Regions from separate parts of the Drosophila melanogaster genome. Here region 1 is linked to region 2. The links are chromatin contacts, called in public Hi-C maps. All regions are on one chromosome and are shown on one strand. Each heading gives the region's core, a stretch centred on a gene start, on an enhancer-like site or on the middle of the called end of the contact. The rest is flanking DNA. Distances are from core to core; before and after follow the strand shown.

Region 1 (4,679 bases), core at 437-2,936, 3.7 Mb after region 2:
TTTCCGTTTAGGTGGGAGCCATTAAGAACTTCGATTTGGAGCGCATGATGGGCTGTTGGCACGTGGTTCAGTATTACGCATCCACAGAGGAACTTCCGGAGTACGCGTGCATGCGCAGTCACTTTTCCTTTTCCAAAGAGGATCAGCATGTGAGTGGCAGCAAGGACCTTTATCCCTATTACAAATTATACCTCAATACCTCAATTTAAATTAGATAACGATGAACTTTAGCTACATATTTGCGGAGGATCCGCTGCGCGAGAAGCTCGTGGGCAACATCACCTGGATGATACCCAAATTCCAAGAGCCAGGACATTGGCAGCACACGGAGGACATATGTGAGTGATGGAAATGTTTCTACAATCAAATTCAAAACGAAAATCTATTCAAAATGTAGTTGTGATACGTTTGAAGTAGTTTGGTAATTACTATGCCAAAGAGTAATTCGATCTGCCCGGGTTTAATATATGTTTTAAGCAGTATTTTCGTTTCTATATGTACCTCCTTGCAGATGAGGGCATCTACAACACATACGTTCTGGACACGGACTACGACACCTGGGGCCTGGTGATGCACTGCGCCGAGAAGAAGAAGCAACCACGTTACCTGTCCGCCCTGCTTTTGTCGCGGAAAACATCGTTGGCCGACAACGAGATCAGCTTTCTGCGCGGCAAGTTGCCGCAGGATATCGACACATCCTTTATGTTTAACATCGGGCAGGAATCGTGCGACAATCTAATGGAATCTAGTCGCGACGATCCACTGGCCTATGTTGTGAATGGACGCAAGAGAGCCAAGGAAATCTTCAAAATTATCAATAAGCCTGACGGCAGAGTGCGCGCTAGTAGCGAAGCGAGAAGCTATGAGCAAAGCGAGAAGCTGTGAGCAAAGCGAGTCGATGGCAGAGTAAGAGCTAAGCGAGAAACGAGCTACATTGCTCTCTTTTAGTTATTAATGTGAACGTGATGGATTCGGACGAGGAATTTTTTGCATCAAGCGCAACTATTAACTTTCTGTTAAAACTGTCGTCCACCCTCTTAACTGAAATAGAAATGAAAAAGGCGAATTCAATAATTTATATAAAAGGTTATTTACAGAATGGAACAAGACAAAACAAAATAACGTGTGTTTTGAAAATAAACGGTAATATAGCGCAGAATATAACAAAACAATCGTACGCCCTGAGCGAGTTGAAGCGATAAGGCCTTGCTCTCGCTTTTTCGCTTAAGCTCGCAACTCGCTTCGCTCTCACTCTGACATCTTTCGAGCGATTGCGCTTAAAATGCATGCAGTGGGTTTATCGCTCGTTCTTGTATTATTAGTCTAATCAATCAACTAAGAGAAAATATTATACGAAAACCCGATTTATTTTGTCAATAATACAAATTTAAATAAGCACTTTCAAACATTTCAAACTTTCAACATAGTGTTACCATACAACTAAACGAAATAATACCTTAAAGTAGTTGTAAGAAAATATTGCTAGCTGCAATCGGTAAATTATTTGACAAATGGCAAAACAGCCAACTAAATGCTGGTAATAAACAATATTTTAATATTTGGCTTGATTTGCTTATTTAACAAATAATTCCGCGTTTTGTTTGGTTAATTGCTTTTCCGAACCAGTGTTGCGAAACGCGCAATCCCGATTAGCCGATACATCGCTTAGCGATGACACGGCGCCACATCGATTGGCAATCGCCTGCGGACAGCGCAGGACAGCGGTAATCGATAGTCGAGATTGCATACCTGATATCATCGTCTTCGCTACAATATTTGCCTTTACCGGTTCAGCTGCAGTACAAAAGTCGATCAATTTGAGTAATTATTAACAATTTGGGTGAGTGCTGGCCACTGGAAGATAGCCGCAGCGGGAAAAATACAGAATAGCAAGTTGGTGTGCGTTGGATTGCGCTCATCGGTGTAAAGGCGTGCGTGTGTGCACGTCCCTATGTGCGCTTCGCGGTGTGCGTGTTTGCTTGTGTGCGTGTGGTGGCCCCTGTATATGTGTCTCTTTTTTTCTCAATTTCCAACAGTGTGTGCTTCTTCTTGCTGCTCGGCACATTTTGTATGAGCGCTTGTCAATTGTCACAATACGAGTATAAAAATTTATTTTTATGCCCCCCGACCACACGAATTTCAACGGTGCGATCACCGAAAACTAGTAACATTGTACAAGCAACGCGAATTAAACGGAAAACCGAAAACAAAAACCCCAAAAGGCCAATCCAACCAAAAAAAAAGAGGAGGAAAGAAGAAAAAAGCGGAAAAAGAGAGTGTGGTTTGTGCGAGCAACAAGAAGCGGAACCAAAAGGAAACGTGAAGAAAGCAGGGGGGGTGGGGTAGACAAGAAAGTGCCAAGATTCCGTTCCAAGATATTTTAACAATAAATTTCGCACGCCAGCCCAAATTACGCAAAATAATCCCCTTAATGTATGTAATAGTGCGTGAGCGTTTGTCCCAGTGTGTGTGCCATGATTGCCTGTGTGTGTGAGAGTGCGGTGTGCATGTGTGGTATGCGTGTGCAGGATAATTTGTCAGCAAAAAAAAAACGATGAAAATATGAATTAGCAACTCCATTCGCTTATCTTTGCAGCAAAATGAGCAGCTCCGAGGAAGTCTCCTGGGTCACCTGGTTCTGTGGACTTCGTGGCAATGAGTTCTTCTGCGAGGTGAGATATCATCATCATATCAGCATCAACGACGAATTACCCGCGTTCTTCGCTGTAATCGCGTTATCTAAGCGCGCGCTATAAGTGCAACAATTGCAAAGTGCAGCCCTCAATCTCTGCCTTTGCGCGCGCGTGTGTGTGTGTGTGTGTGCGTGTGTGCCGCAAGGTGGGGCAATACCGAGCCCAACTGTACACACATGTCCAGATAACACACGATATAGTGGATATATGACAGTATATTCCAGTACAGATCCTAATTGCATACGCTTTTGATTCCAGGTGGATGAGGACTACATACAGGATAAATTCAATTTAACTGGTTTAAATGAGCAGGTACCCAACTATCGGCAAGCGTTGGACATGATCTTGGACTTGGAACCGGGTAAGTTTAGAATGGGCTGTTACCCATATCCAAAATTGTAATGTATATAGCTAATGCGCCTTACCATCCACAGAGGACGAGCTCGAGGACAATCCACTGCAGTCCGACATGACCGAGCAGGCCGCCGAGATGCTCTACGGCCTCATACACGCCAGATATATACTAACAAATCGCGGCATCGCTCAAATGATCGAGAAATATCAAACTGGCGATTTCGGACATTGTCCACGTGTCTACTGTGAAAGTCAGCCCATGCTGCCATTGGGTGCGTAACCAGATCCTTGATCAATCGCTCTTACCTATAGCTAACAAACATAGTTGCGAATCTTTCTGCGCGTAATTGATTGTAATCTAAAAAAAAAAAAAAAAAACAACATATCTACGAGGAACCTCGTGCTTTTCTGCCTAGTAATTACATAGCCAGAAACTATCAACGCGATTATTGGCACAACTTCTAATTGAGTTTCCTGAATAGCATATCATTGGGGCTTTCCCATGAAATCTTACACCAAGAAAAAAACAACGCATTCTTAATAGAAATTCTACCTTAATTGTCTGGCTTGGCTTGCCCTAGTTAAAACCTTCGCAACGCTTCCCGATCTCCAATAAATTCTTACCGAAACTTCCCTAAACGTTGTTAACGATCAAATAAAGCAATGCTGAATCAAATGCATGCACAAATGCAAGATAGGGTTTCACTAAACAAGGTCCCTCAATTTCTGTGAAAATTAACTAGGCCAAAGTGGCTAGACGAGCCTTGTAAACATTTCTGCTATTAATGATAAATGATCATGATGGATATCATGTTGAGTTAAATCAGGTTAAATATGTTTGTACCAGATTTCACCGATGAATTCTGACTTTTTCTAGTTGCTAGTTGCTCTGCCAGTGGTCTAATCCTTTGATTATTATCCTCAGGTCTGTCGGACATCCCCGGCGAGGCAATGGTTAAGACCTATTGCCCCAAGTGCATTGACGTGTACACACCAAAATCGTCGCGTCACCACCATACCGATGGCGCCTATTTCGGCACTGGATTTCCACACATGCTCTTCATGGTGCATCCCGAATATCGTCCCAAGCGTCCTACTAATCAGTTTGTTCCAAGGTAAGATTTATACCCATTACTGTATATGCACATTGTTAATATGCTCTTTTGTTTTATGTGCCCGATACGACGTCAACTTGATCATCACATACATAGGCTATATGGATTTAAAATACACAGCTTAGCTTATCAAATTCAGCTGCAGGCAGCAGCCAATTTTAAAATGCCACTACGAGCGGTAAATTTAAAACTTAATAACTAGCTATTAGTATCCTTTCCACCATTTACCCCACTCTCTCATCTTTTTTTGTTGTATTTTATTTTGGAATCTAAAATTCTATATATTGACTAAAAAAAACACAACGCCACCAAGGGATCATTCAACTACTAAGCATATAAATATATTATATCTTTTTTATTTGTTTTCTCTCCCCACACATACAAAACCACCAAACCAACCACCACCACCACCACAAAAAAAAACCAAACCAAATCAAATCAAACATCCATAAAATCCGATCGACAACCTGAACCTGAATATGATTATGAATACAATCATGTCTCTGCCTGTCTGAAT
Region 2 (4,915 bases), core at 17-2,516:
CGCAAAACCGCAAAATCAAAAAATACAATAACAAAATCGACAAAATTATAGATTTTCAATGTGCACGTCGGTTTCTTTTTGCTAGCGAAAATCAACTAGCGCTAGTATATTTTGCTTTTGTTTTTTCTCATTTCGAGTGAAACTTTTCGCGCGCTTCTGCGTGTGTATTCCTCTTTTTTCGTTTTTTCTTCTTTTATTTGTTAATATTATTCACTTGGTGACTACACACGTTCATGCTCATGCCCCCTCACTCGACACACACACGCACACACACTGACGAACGTTTCTGCTTCTTGCTCCTCTTTCGTTCGCTTTTGTTCCACCACCGAAAAAAATGAAAAAAAAAATTTGTCATGTCCATTGAAGTCTCACATTTTTCAAATGCATTTTTTGGCGCTAAAATCTTATAAATTTCAACATTTTTCCATTCGCATCTGATCCCCCGCAATTAGCACTCCACTTCGAACACAAATTTATATAATTTTTGCCATTTTTTACCACAATTTTTAGTAATTTCTACACACCGATATATACGTACGCGCTACGATTTTTCGACAAACGCGCGAGTTTCTTCTGAGTCGCCATCAAATATACAAAATTTTTTTTCGAAATTACTGAAAATGCGAATACACACGCACACATGGACAGCCGACGGGCACGAGGCGCACGCGCTTGGTACATGCGGCTATGCCGCTCTAACGCACTGCTTTTATTGATAAATCGAGAGCGGGACAGCTAGAGCTACCGGCCGAGAGAGAGCATGTGAGAAGAGCGTTCTGTGCGAGTGTGTGTGATAGAGAGAGCCAGAGAGCAAAGTAGTCACACATACTCTCGCAAACTCATAGTGGCTTTCGTTCTCTCCTTTTCTCAACCATTTGCACGTACTTTTAGCTTTTTCATATGGCTATTTGGGAAATTCACCAGCAGTTTACACTTATGCTGTTGTTAGTTTTAATCCATTTATACTGGTAGAACGTAGATTCGTCGGCTACTTTACATTAATTTCGTAACGTAAGCGCAACAAAAACAAGGCTGTCATCGATATAAGCAGGCGTTTTTGTCTGAAACTATCGTGCAATAAGTGACTCCGATAACCAGAGTTCCTTTACGTGTTTCTCGATTACTTATCGGATTGTGTTTGCGAGCACAAATGTCTCTTTTAGCGGAGACACAGTCCTCCAAAACTGTGCAACACTGTTCCTAGGCTCGGTGTGACCAGAGCTATTTAACAACACTGGCGAACATCGGATGGCAAATATCGAAAGAACATTGACTGTTGTTCCACCCCCTGCTGACACCATCTGGTAACACTGAACAACAGACCAGATCCGCGGACAAAGCAAAGCAGTAAATATTAATTTAATCCAAATCCAATTCCCGACACCAATTGGCGGCCTTCAGCTGCTGCTTCTGCAGTCGAATTGTATTTTTTTTTTTGGTTTTTCGTGTCACCCGATAAGAGTTAAATTCGCTGATCTAGCGAATAACGGTGGCAAGTAATTGTAATAACTGCGTGTGTGCACAGTGCTAGTGTTTAGTGTGCGAGTGTGTGCGTGTGAGTGGGAACTCCACAAGTGTGCGAGAAGGCAAATCAAAATAAGAAAAGTGCCGCCCTGATGGAAATTAATATCGCGAATTATCAGCGAAAACGCAGCGAAAGTTAAGCCAAAGTGCTGCGATTAATCAGATAGCGGGTGAAATAGTGGGTATTACGTAAGAAATCAATGGATTCCGGGCTGCATTTGCCCAAAAAAAGAGGAAGCAATATCGAAGCGCTACTTTTATCTCCTCTTTTTTCGATGATTTCATTCGCAGTGACGACACACAGGCACGCACACACCGAACGCCGTATCTGTGTGTGGGTTGTTTGTTGAGCTAAAAAAAATAATGAATCCTCACGATACATTCACTCGTTTCATTTTTTTTGTTATTATTATTCATCATATTTATTTATTTCTTTGAGTGTGCATATCGGCGACTTCGCGACGCCAATTGCTGATTACGCCCCCTCCCTTTTCAGTGCAACTTCCCCACCCCGGAGATCTTGCACTCGAACTAAAAATCGAGTAGAGTACGTAGGCAGAAGCGAAAAGAGCGTACAAAAATCAAGAGCTCAGTGGCAGCAGCAGGAATTTGTGTTTGTCAGGGGATTGCCCAGATTTTCGGGGTAATTGTCCACTTTATAAACAGCCAACCGAATTTGAAACCAACTGTAACTGGAAGTAAAAACCAATTTTACCAAAGCTATCAAAAAAAAAACAATAAAAAAAATGAAATCCTCTGCGCGCCGCTGGTTTAACCAGTACGCCCACATGTGGGCGGCCCAGATGTGCCTCGTTTTTGGCCCAATGGCTGTGGGCGTCCATCCGTGGTTGAAACTATGCGCTGCAGATGCTGTTTACTCAGGCGGTTTATAGTATTACGAATTTGCTAGCTAAAAAACTGATTAAAACTACTACTAAGTGCACAACTCATAACTTTGATATGCTGTGACTGGGTGTATAAATGATAATCGAATGAAATTATTCAATCCAAGGGTATATAAACATGGGCTTAGTCGTTTTTAGTTTGTTTTCCTTTCGGCACACGATCTGCTGCAAATCAAGCTCTGTGGTGTGTTAGTGTTCGTTGTGTTGTGTGTGCGTGGGCGTTTAAAAATAGCCGACCAACACAACACCCATACGTATACGTAATCTGCAGCCCTTTTTTTTCCGTTCCGTGCATATGGAATTTTGATTTGAGTCTTGAGTGGCTTGGAGTGAGTGATTCATGTGGCTTTAGGCGGAAAGGAAACCCAGCGAAGCTGACTCAATGACCACTCATTGTTCGTTCGGCCTTTGTTTACATTTTGCCAGGAGCCAAGAGAGCGAGAGAGCGTGCTAACGGAACGTGCTCGAATGAGTAATTCGCATTGCATTTGACGTTTATCGAAAGCTCTCTTCCTTCCGCTTTTTTCCTTTTCTTTTCGGAGGCCAACAAAAAAAAACAACAAAAGCACGCAGGCACGCACACCCACACACAAGTTCGTACATCAATCGCTTGGTGTGTGTGTGTGTTTGTGAGATGAGTCATCTGGCCAAGTTGATGAGAAAATAAAATTAAACATTAAGGTAGAGCGAAAGAAACAACAAAAAAAGGGGACAGATGTGCGGCCATTTGCTGTTGTTTGTTGTTGCAATAAAGAAAAAAGCAGGGCACGCGGAGAAAGCAGTGCTCGACAAGCAGTGCAGTCAGCAGCTGGACTTTTACGTACACCGGCGTTCGTAAAAATTGCAGCGAAATCGAAGAAATCAAATTGTGTCTTAAAAATAAATGAAAGATTAAGGCATATAAAAAAAAATAATATAAAATATGTAGCATTAGAAATATAAGTGAACCAGGAATGGCTTTTATAATAATTTCTGCCCCTTACTTAACATCTAGTGCTAAATCCAACAATTTTAATTCACTTACCATTGCAGCCGGCGCACAGAAGCGACAGAGACAGAGCACACACAGCACCTGGCACATCCAAGGATATCCGATCCTCCTGCATCCCGAATCATCCACAACCTGCACCAACCGCTAACCGCCAAAGCCATGATCCTCGAGAGAAACCGGAGGTGCCAGCTGGCCCTCCTCATGATCGCAATACTGGCCGCCATCGCTGGACAAACGGATGCCCAGAAGGCGGCCAAACTGACGGCAGTGAGCACATGTGCATCGAAGGAAAAGTGTCACACCTGCATCCAGACAGAGGGTTGCGCCTGGTGCATGCAGCCGGACTTTAAGGGCCAGTCGCGGTGCTACCAAAACACCAGCTCACTGTGTCCGGAGGAGTTCGCCTACAGTCCGATAACAGTTGAGCAGATTCTAGTGAACAACAAACTAACGAATCAATACAAAGCTGAACTGGCGGCTGGTGGCGGCGGCTCCGCCATGTCCGGCAGCAGCTCAAGCTCCTACTCGTCGAGTTCGAGCTCGTCGAGCTTCTACTCGCAGAGCTCCTCGGGATCCAGTTCCGCCAGCGGATACGAAGAGTACTCTGCCGGCGAAATTGTCCAAATCCAACCGCAGTCCATGCGACTCGCATTGCGCGTCAGTGAGTAGCAAACGATTGCATCATCCATGTGACCTACAAACTAATCCCTTACTTGCTTATCAATACACCTTAGATGAGAAACACAACATCAAGATTAGCTATTCCCAGGCGGAGGGATATCCGGTGGATCTCTACTACTTGATGGATCTCTCCAAATCTATGGAGGACGACAAGGCCAAATTGTCTACGCTGGGCGACAAGTTGTCCGAGACCATGAAACGCATCACCAACAATTTCCATCTTGGTTTCGGTTCGTTTGTGGACAAGGTGCTCATGCCCTATGTCTCGACCATTCCCAAAAAGTGAGTATGACCTACATAAATGTGAAGGAAAACCATGAATTGGAAATAGTTCTACAAATTTTGCTGATTGAAGATGATGCCAGATGCCGTCAGTTGATGGTGCATTTCTTTAAGGCCTATTAAATTATTGTATTTATATATTATATTATACAGCGTATTTGACTTGTTAAAATTATGATTTGTCTATTGTAGCGTACAATAGCCCCTCTAGTCATGACAATGTGCTTATGATTCAAATAGCGAATCAAATTAAGTTTATTTTTAAGTGATGCTACTTTCCAGAAACTCTGCAATAGTCATATCCTATTTGTCAGCGCTTTTGCAGGCAGCACTGCCGCTTGACTTTCGAAAAAAAAAAAAAAAAAAACTCAAATTGATAATGATTGATAAAATTGATAACACCATCACCTTATCAATATAGAATTCCAAAACAATTTCCTCTTGCTAACTGTAGAACGAAATACATAAATTCCTAACCCATTGGCTCTATAAAATTGAAAGTGCAGCTCAACATTCTGTGTATCCCAATGCT

What was found. Hi-C and Micro-C count contacts between places; a contact is called where the count stands out from the background.
Region 1: a Hi-C map of the Kc167 cell line shows a contact between it and region 2, with 2.0 times the contacts expected there. The contact joins the promoter of CkIIbeta here to the promoter of mys in region 2. A contact is called at or near these places in 2 of 107 Hi-C or Micro-C datasets (the Kc167 cell line and embryo).

Annotation. Positions count from the first base shown.
Region 1 is chrX:11,790,847-11,795,525 of dm6, forward strand. It overlaps CkIIbeta (Casein kinase II beta subunit), which reads left to right and starts at 1,687. Exons shown (of 7, transcript NM_206692.3): 1 at 1,687-1,840; 2 at 2,597-2,672; 3 at 2,952-3,054; 4 at 3,128-3,319; 5 at 3,973-4,162; 6 at 4,259-4,340. The coding sequence starts at 2,601. Karl (karl,) reads left to right here. Exons shown (of 5, transcript NM_001298208.1): 3 at 12-149; 4 at 215-338; 5 at 512-1,407. The coding sequence ends at 885. It also overlaps asRNA:CR44962.
Region 2 is chrX:8,060,379-8,065,293 of dm6, forward strand. mys (myospheroid) reads left to right here and starts at 1,267. Exons shown (of 7, transcript NM_080054.3): 1 at 1,267-1,347; 2 at 3,462-4,081; 3 at 4,155-4,383. The coding sequence starts at 3,580. It also overlaps a transcript of fs(1)h not described here.